2 separate regions of the Sus scrofa genome follow, and region 2 is linked to region 1. Evidence: chromatin contacts called from public HiChIP or PLAC-seq data. All regions are on one chromosome and are shown on one strand. The core of a region is the stretch at or near the end of the contact, and the rest is flanking DNA. Distances in the headings are between cores, read along the strand shown.

Region 1 (4,420 bases), core at 1,797-4,296:
AATAAAAACGCTCTGTGCAAAAGCTTTGGAATTACATTGGTGGCTTTTCAATCCTACCAAATTATCCCCAGAAAGAGTATGAAACCGAAAATATAGACAATGGGGTGATACTAAAAACTATTAAATGGGAATGATATCCGATGCCTAGTTTTGAACGGTGGTACCGTCCTTCCACGGCTGGACTTTTTCTTTTTTTCCTCTGCACTCAACCATCTGGACTAATTACCTTCTTCCCTACGCCCCTTCCTAACAGCGCTTAAACTTGACGGTCTTGCTCATCTCCCAAGCCAGCACATGGATATCCACGGGTCCCCTCATTCCGCTCCTATTTGTGTTCTGGGAGTGATCTTTCTTCAGATCTTATGCTCCATGAACTCTCCTCTCTTCCCTGAGATTAGCTTTCACTCGCACATAAATTTACAATTACAAACAACTGTATTTCCACTTAGCTTTTTCCTGCCTTGGCTGAAGACACCTAAGATTTCAGGCACATCAGGATCTTTGGCAAAAGCAGCCATTTTCTTTTGCATGAATGGAGTTGATTTAGTCCCGTTCTTTTGTTCTTAAAAAAACACATTGCTCTGAGAAAAATGTAAACAAAATTATACTAACGTCGCTTCTCTCAACTGTCACATCCATCTTAACTTAAATGAATAGCACCAGATCCTTTTAGTGGCTCTGTTTAAATTGTTGGAAAGACAGACCGAGATTATTTTAATGAACAACCTCAGGAAAACAAAAATCCAGGGAATAATAAATTCTCGTTTATAGCGATATAAAACTATACTCACCAATGCTGCCAATGGACATTCAGTTTATTTCCCTTTTTTTCCACTATTTTAACACGTCTGCATCATTTTATTGTCCTATAAAAATTCACCTTCTGTGAAGTGTTCTGTTCTCCTTATCTTTCCCTTTTTTTCCCCTTTTTTGGTCTTCTTCTTGGAGTTATGTTGTAAAATTCTACTTTGGTTGATAGTTTTGTATTAATTGTATGCACTGTCAGTCTCTTTATTCCTCCCGTCTGTGGCTTGTTATTTTTAATCAAAAATTTAATATAATTAAATATTTATTTAAATTGTTTTAATTTAATTTAAATATATTAAATTTGATTGATTGATGAACTGATTGCATTCATGATTTGTGTTTTTCCTTTCTGATCGGACTTAATTTTTCCCTCCCTGTGGACATGAAGAGACTCTTCTGTGTTTTTCCTCCACATTTTAAAGTTTTGTTCTTTACACGTAGTTCCACCTTAGGTAAAATTTACTTTTTAATGTCATTTACCTTTTCCACGTGGATAGCTGATTTCCAGTAATATTTATTGAATTAGAAGCAAATTTTTTTTTAATGCATGAGAGTATCTAATATATTCTCTAGCAGAACCGGATGTTGGCTGAATTAGGTTGATTTTAATTAAATTAATTGTCCCAGTGGTTACAGGAAGGCCTTAGAAGTCATTAATGAGCCCCAAGAGTGCAAGACACGGGGTTTGAGCCGTAACCCTGGGACCTACCGCATTCCTCGCCTCACTACAGACCTGCGAGGTCTCTAGGTTTGTGTGCCTGACTCAGTAATGTCCAAACTAAAGTTTTTCTTTCTGTACCTAGAGGTGACAGAGAAACACATCACTTTGCTGCTGAGAGTGGCATTTTAGGCAGAGGCTAGAAAGTAGGCAAAGTCTGCCTTGTGTAACATTTGTCCATGAATCAGACTGCAGCAGAGTCTCACAAAATATTTATTAAGAGAAAGAGTAAACTTAGCTGATCTAATTTCTGCCTGTTAGTTCTTGGCAGTCTGAAAGATTATATTAGTCAAGCTTTCCAAGTTACCCAATAGAATACAAAAATGATGGGAAAATATTCCAAGTAAATACTGCAGAAAACATGTCTTCCAAAGGCTGGAAGATGGCAAGATGGAAAGTTCTAAGGCATAAAAGTCGTACCACGGTACCGCATGTAAAACCAGAGCTTTTAGCAATAGGATATGCTAAGATTTTGACATCCTTAAACTAGCTAAGGCTCTTTGCAGCAAGTAGGGTAGAATATGAGCTTGCAATGAAGTCTCTCCTGAGTCTGTGACCCAGACGTGCTGATGAAAATTGGAGATATGCCCTCTTTTTTTTCTTTTCTTTTTTTTGTTTTTGTTTTTTAGGTCCACACCCGTGGCATATGGAAGTTCACAGGCCAGGGGTCGAATTGGAGCTACAGCTGCTGGCCACAGCCACAGCCACAGCAACTCGGGATCTGTGCCGCATCTGCGACCTACACCACAGCTCATGATCCTTAACCCACTGAGTGAGGCCAGGAATCCAACCCGCGTCCTCACGGATGCTAGTCGGGTTTGTTAACCACTGAGCCGTGAGGGGAACCCCCTGCCCTCATTTTATTTCATGGAGCCCACAGTCAGTACAATGCTGAATCCCTTTTGCAGAGTGCTCAATTCTCATATATTTTGTCATGAAATGTATGTGTTCACCACCCAAACTGAGAAAAAGTATAAATGAAATGAGAAGAGAAACAGAATATAATTGAGTATTTCAAAGCAATCTCCATTTTTGAAAACTATACATGTATGAATGATATGGTATATGCAAATATGATATAAGATATAAATATACATTATATATTAAATTATATAATTTTGGGTATTTCATAATATAATTTTCATTTATATTCATTTTGTAACATTCATTTCATAATATAATTATATATATATACACACACACACAAATACACAAAAACATATAGGCAGAAAACCAAAATATTGTCAGAATATTTATTTCTTGATGATGGAAATTTTAGTGGTCATCCTTGGTTTTGTTTCTGTGGTCCTACCTTAGGTATTTTCCAAATTGTTCACTGAATTTGAATTAACCTTTACAACGATAAAATGTAATTTGTTTCAAGGCTGAAAAGACTTGAAAAGACGGGGAAATCTTCACCTGAAAACTCTAATTGCAGCAATGATCTGAATCAGAGTTTCCCAGCGCCAGGGAAGCACAGCTGCCCCAAATGCAGAAACGTGGACACCTGTGCCCCCTAGTGGCCACCCTCAGTAAGTGTCCGGGGAGCCTCGTCCTCTGTTGGTAGGAATCTCCAGGGAGACTTGTGTTTATAAAACCGGGAAACCCCGCTCCCTCCTCCCAGGCTGGGGACCCACAGTCTACACTGAGAAATGAGGACTTAGAATTAGGGAATATCCTAATCACGGCTAATGAGAGAGACCCGGAAAAAAGCGGCTGCCACCCGTAGGAACACAAATAAAAAGGAAACTAGGTTTCTTTCAGTTTTAAAAAATACATCAGTATATACTATAGTGTGTATTAAAAGAGTATATATTTTAAAATATATTAGTCTATATACTTAGAATATACTACTAATATTAATAATGGTATTAATGTGTAATATATTACATATGTGTATGTAATACATGTACTAATAATAGTCATATATTACATGCACACTTTTATAGCATTTATGTACTTTAGCATACTTTATATCTTTGAACATATATATTTTTATAGTGTGCTTTTTAAATGTATGCCTGTGTTTGTGTCCGTATTTCTATACCTGTAGTTTTACATAGTATTGTGTGTGTGTATACTGCATATGATGTATATATGTAGAATATGTGTAGTATTCACACATGCCTATTTTTACAAATGATTCTGCATTTGTCAGGGTTTTGTTCTAATCAAGAGCCTAAAGTATGACACATCTGCATTTCTAAGTCCACAGCTAGCAAAAGCATTTCTTCCTTTTGAAGTTACGTGCAGCTCCAATTTGCTTGGAAAGTTGACACATCCAAGTTCATCGTCATTGCTGTTATTATTATTTATGAAATTCAGCATTTCCTCAGAGCCAGTTTGGATACAATAAAGTCTTCAGATCTACAGTCTCACGAGCAATTTATTACGGTCAGCAGAGGACCTTGAAGCCAAATGCCTTTCTTAGACCTGCTTTCAGCAGTGCTCATTGAATTCAGTTTCATGCGCTGGTTTGAAGGAAAAATGTGGGCAAGGTGATAAACACAGCCTTGCCTTGGCCGTAACCAAATTAAAACAGCCACCTCAACCGTGGTAGTCAGGGAATCACACAGGCTGAAACAAGAAGAAAAATCAATGTGAAAGCAAACCTACCTACACCGTATGTCCTGATGGCAGATTCTGACTCTGAGACATACCGCAGTCAGCATGAATCCTTCAGTGCCTGTTGAGTTATTTGAAGAGATTCCATCATTATATATTGAAACTTGGTCCAGGCTTTTTTAGACCATATTCTTAAATCTGCTTTAAAAACATGGGACAATTGCTTTAAAAATAAGTCCATATAAATAATATACGATTCAGGAATATATTGGATTAGGGTTGGTGACACATAAATGAGAACTTGTCATTTTCAAACACAAGCATTTCTTC
Region 2 (4,495 bases), core at 1,835-4,334, 900 kb before region 1:
ACCGACAGCTCTCATCCCACATTTGCCTGAACCCAGAGAATGACAACGCCAAGAGCGAGCCCTGCTGCAGACCGTGGACTCTGGTCGTCTGGGTAGGTTCTGAGTGTGTGTGGGGGGGGGGGGGGGCGCGTTGGTAATGGGGAGACTGTGCGAGCGGGGACATGGGTGGACTTTATTGGGAACCCCTGGACTTTCCTGTCCATGTTGCTGTGAACCTTCAACTGCACCAAAAACTAAAATCTATTAAAAAATACGTTATAACCGCCACTTAGGATAATGCAGATTTTCTTGCTCTTTCCAGAACCTCCAGAGACAGCTGTAAGAAAATGAATTGACTTTTGCTCAAAACACAGAAATCCTCAGAACCAAAAATAATCCCAGGAAGGAAATAAAATACAAGACACGCAGAACTCCGCAACGATGGAGTAATAACAGTAAAGACGACAGCGACACTCGGAGTCTGGAAGGCCTAACCTTGACCTGTGGGTAATGTCGTCTGGGCAGCTTAACATGCCCTCAAGCTACTGCTGAGATCATTTCAAACTGGCAGTCTGAAGCATCGGGACTGAATTCTCTTGGTTAAAAACATTCCATTTTTCTTACTCAAAAAGAGAAACATCAAATTCATGTCAGGAATACTGTGGCTGGGCCAAAACAGAACTTGGGGAAAAATTAAAAGTCCTTTAAAATACTATGCTTCCATGTCAGCTTAGTACAATATTTTGAACTTTGTATTTCTAATTCTGGATGACTTAACTCGGCCTTAGGCATTTCTGTTATTTGATTCCTAGTACTGCCTAGATCCAATACTCTGATTTCTGATCTTATACACCTTTTCAAACTGCTTTCTTTCACAATATTTTACCTATATTTCAAGACCTCATTAAAATTTTACTTCTTCCGAGACTTTCCCGACCCCACCACTGTTTCCGTCATTTCCACTGCATTCGTCAGGCGCAGGAACAGGCGAATTCTAACAGATATACTGGAGGTAAGATATATCTGGTCCTCCCTCTGGATAGGTGGGCTACTCTAAGGTAAAGCTGTTCTTCTGCAGAATAGGCCTCTTTTCTGGGGCTGATCTAAGGTAAGAATGACAATCATGCCCTGTCCTCACAATGCCTAGCACTTGCTAGACGTGAGACTTGCCGGACAGCTGTTTGGTCTCCAGAAGTGCATCCTAAATGTGCGACTGAGTGCAGGCTCCTCAGCTTCCTTGTGCTCTAGGCCTCCAAGCAGCTCCCCACCTACATCGCTGTCCCCGACAGTCAGGCTGCAGCAGACTCTACTTCTGCACATTCCCGCAAACTGCAGGCTTGTCCGATTCCAGGTACAACACAGCCCTTCACATATACTGACTGGCCCTGCTACACATTGTTACTGGCCCCGTGAGAGGCCGAGAAATGGAGGCAGGAAGAGGACGCCAGTTTCTGAGGCCCCTCAGCTGCGGGGGGCGGGTGGGGGTGGGTGGGCAGGGCGTCCCCAGCGTGGGCGGATTTCGAAAGTTGGGTGTGCTTGTGCTCTGTGTGATGGTCCTGGCTCTGCGCCTCTGGCCTGCATGGGCCTCAGGTCTGGGGGCCGTTCTGGAGCTTAGGTCAGACGTGTGAGTAGGCAACCCTGTCATCGCACTGGCGTAACACGTGTAAAGAGCTCACCAACGCAGCTTTGCGGCCACGAGGATGCTACACAGTAACCAGAGCACGGGCCTCGCCTTTCACGCCACTACTGCTTTACATCAGAGACGCCATGTTTCGTGTGTGCTCACCTGGGTGTTCAATAAACATGTGTCGATTAGACCCCCCGGCTCTTCATGGACGTGGATCTAATTACACACCATATTATAAGAGAGCCTGTATCACTTTTGAGCATTATTTTCTCTTCAGAAAAAAAAAAAGAACACACTTGGGTTTGGACCGCGCACATAAAAAAGGGACGTTTCCTCTCAGCAACCAAACGGCACCTGCACTCACACCCCTGAGGCCCGGCCAGTTAAGGCCAGGCCGAGCCCAAGCGCCTCCGGCCCCGGGAGCAGTGCATCCGTCTGAGGGTCTGGCTTCCCGCACTGCCCTCGGCCTCCTCCGTCAGCGAGGACGTCAGACCGGGTCCCTGGTTCTATCCACGCTGCTGTGTGTTCCCAGGGAGAAGCTGCCGAGACATCTACCCGTGGGCACCCTGGCACCAGGACCCGGGTATCCTGGCCGCCGTGGCTTTTTCACTGGCTCGTTCTCTGCCTCAGTCAGATCTGTGTTCTACTGCTATGACCTAACAGCGCTGCAATTTTTCCAAACCGACCAGAACTTTCCGGAATATACTTAAAAGAAAGGAGTCACCCTGCTTCTGCCAGGGAGGCGTTCGTTTGAGGCATTTGTGTCAGCGCTGGAATCGGTGCGTCAAGCTTGGTCAAAGGAGGGGCCTCAGCCTGGGCGAGGTTGTGCTCCCACACGCCTCCCCAGAAAAGCCTTAAGCCAAACGCGGACGTGGGTGTCAGGGCACCAGAGGCTTGACCCACACAGACCACTTCTTAGGACACCTCCGCTTAGGTAGAAATCCCTAGTCCGGCACACATGCGATGCCATTCGCTGCTTCCCGCTTCCAAGGCACCCGGAGGTGGGGTCCCAGCGGGAAACAGAGAGAACGCGGGAGCCGGTAGAGCCGAAACCCTCCACACTCCGTGGATGTACACGAAGCTCCCTGGCAGTCTGCAAGTGTTTGGGGCCACATGTCCTTTAAGAATCTGAGGGAAGCCGCTCGGCACTGTCCCCGTGACGCCGCACATACGCATGTGTCCTCGGACACCTGGCAGTCCCTTCCCAGCCAACAGCCCCTCTTACGGGGACAGCTGGCCAAGGGCTCGCTGACCCAGGGCCCCCCATCCAGGGGAGACCACAGAGACGGCACTGCTCTGACCTGGGCTCTGGCTCCTAAACGCCCTGGCGCCGAACCTGAAACGGGCTGTGGAGAGAGACGAGAAATCAAACTGCTGTGCCCTGGGTTCTTCTACTTTTGACACAAAAGACTAGATGCTAAGCCTTGTAATAAACAAGGAAGCCCTTCACCATAAACAAATTAAACAGGAAAACCACACACTTCTGGGTCGAGGGTTAAGTCAGATGTCAGCGATGTCTCGTTGCAGTGACAGCCCAGAAGGAAGGAGACTGAGTTTGTGCAATCAGAGTGGCGCTTCCATCTCCAGAGCAGTGCAAAGTGACACGCTGACTGCTAGGTGGCCTTCATAAGGTGTCCCGGACTGGGGAGTCGAGCACCAGACACCCGTCTCCTCCCCTCCTGGAGGCTGGGGGTTGAGGTCACGGTGTCAGCCTGGCTGCTTTCTCCTGAGGCCTCTCTCCCGGGCATGAGGGCTGTGCTCTCCGTGTCCTCGCGGGGTCCTCTCTGTGCCTGCCTGTGTCCTCAGCCCCTCCTAAGGACACCTGTCCAATACAGCCCACCCCACTGACCTTAATCCCCTCTTTAAAGACCCCATCTCCAAACACAGTCACCTCCTGCGCTCCTGGGGCGTAGGTCCTCAACACATGGACTTGGGGGAGATGCCGTTCAGCCCAGAAGGGTCTGTACGCATGTGGCTGGAAAGACTTCCTTTCCAAATAGACAAGGGGGACTGCTGAGTTGAGTCTGGGGGTGGCCCTTCTAAGTGATGCACAGTCTTGTCCCGACATTTAAATTTCCTCTGTTTGTGTTCGCATAGGATATACTGGAGGACGAGCAGTTTGGGGGCTGGTTATTGCCGCTCTCGCAGTTTGCAGCACAGGGCTGGGCACATGCAAGCTTCTCACTTGGGATTCTGCCTCCAATCATTCTAATTTATCACCGAGTCGCTGTTCTCTTCCTGACTGTGCAAAGCTGAGTGCACGTCATGCTCCTGGGGCCTGAGCTAATACTCGGGCTGAGCCACCAGCTTTTCCAAAGCCTCCATCTGCGCCCTGGCTTCCCTCGAGCTAAGTATGCACGGCTGAATGGACTTGACATCTGACACAATACTTAACATACAGAAGGGAGAATGCTGGATGAAGGTTTGCCGAATGAGTTAGTGTGCTGAATTCATCTCACTCGTCTTGTCTCTCTCCAGCTGACCTCTGCCTCTGCGTCAAGATCTCCACCGACTCCCCCCGCCCCCGGGAGAAGCCCCCTCTCTGAGGGCCTCCTCTCCTGCTAAAGGGCAGGATTTATGGTTCGATTCCCACTCAGCAGTGGCTGTACCGTCCAGGCCGCTCTGTCCCTCTCACACTCTCACCAAAGGAGAGATGAGACAGAGAGGCCTGCCCGAGGTCCGAGCCATTTCATCCCTGAAGCCGCTTTCTAAAGACCTCTGCATTGACCTTTTTAGTGGAAATGATTAACAGTCCTTTGAAAACAGCTGGAAAATAAGGACAAAATACAGAGGAGGAACTACTACTCATCCGTGTTGGCCAAACTTAGCAGCAGCACTGACACTGTTATCTTGGGGGTGGGTGTGGCCCTCTCTTCGTTGCTATGGCAA

The links. HiChIP or PLAC-seq counts read pairs in DNA pulled down with a chosen protein or histone mark.
Region 2: a contact with region 1 is called in an H3K27ac HiChIP or PLAC-seq map of alveolar macrophages. The contact joins two enhancer-like sites. A contact is called at or near these places in 3 of 47 Hi-C or Micro-C datasets (embryonic fibroblasts, mesenteric adipose tissue and subcutaneous adipose tissue) and 1 of 2 datasets of contacts at active chromatin or transcription factors (alveolar macrophages).

What each region holds. Positions count from the first base shown.
Region 1 is chr10:65,815,592-65,820,011 of Sscrofa11.1, reverse strand. No RefSeq gene overlaps it. Among named protein-coding and RNA genes, the nearest start is that of AKR1E2, 120 kb to the right of the region's middle. Within about 2 kb of position 3,046, at least 29 of the 83 cell types and tissues checked have an H3K27ac peak or open chromatin away from gene starts, as enhancers often do. A contact at or near this core is called in alveolar macrophages and subcutaneous adipose tissue, where this site is marked.
Region 2 is chr10:66,717,155-66,721,649 of Sscrofa11.1, reverse strand. It overlaps LOC106507923 (a long non-coding RNA gene), which reads left to right. Exons shown (of 3, transcript XR_001304313.2): 2 at 1-92; 3 at 302-1,433. Among named protein-coding and RNA genes, the nearest start is that of KLF6, 230 kb to the right of the region's middle. Within about 2 kb of position 3,084, at least 16 of the 83 cell types and tissues checked have an H3K27ac peak or open chromatin away from gene starts, as enhancers often do. A contact at or near this core is called in alveolar macrophages and subcutaneous adipose tissue, where this site is marked.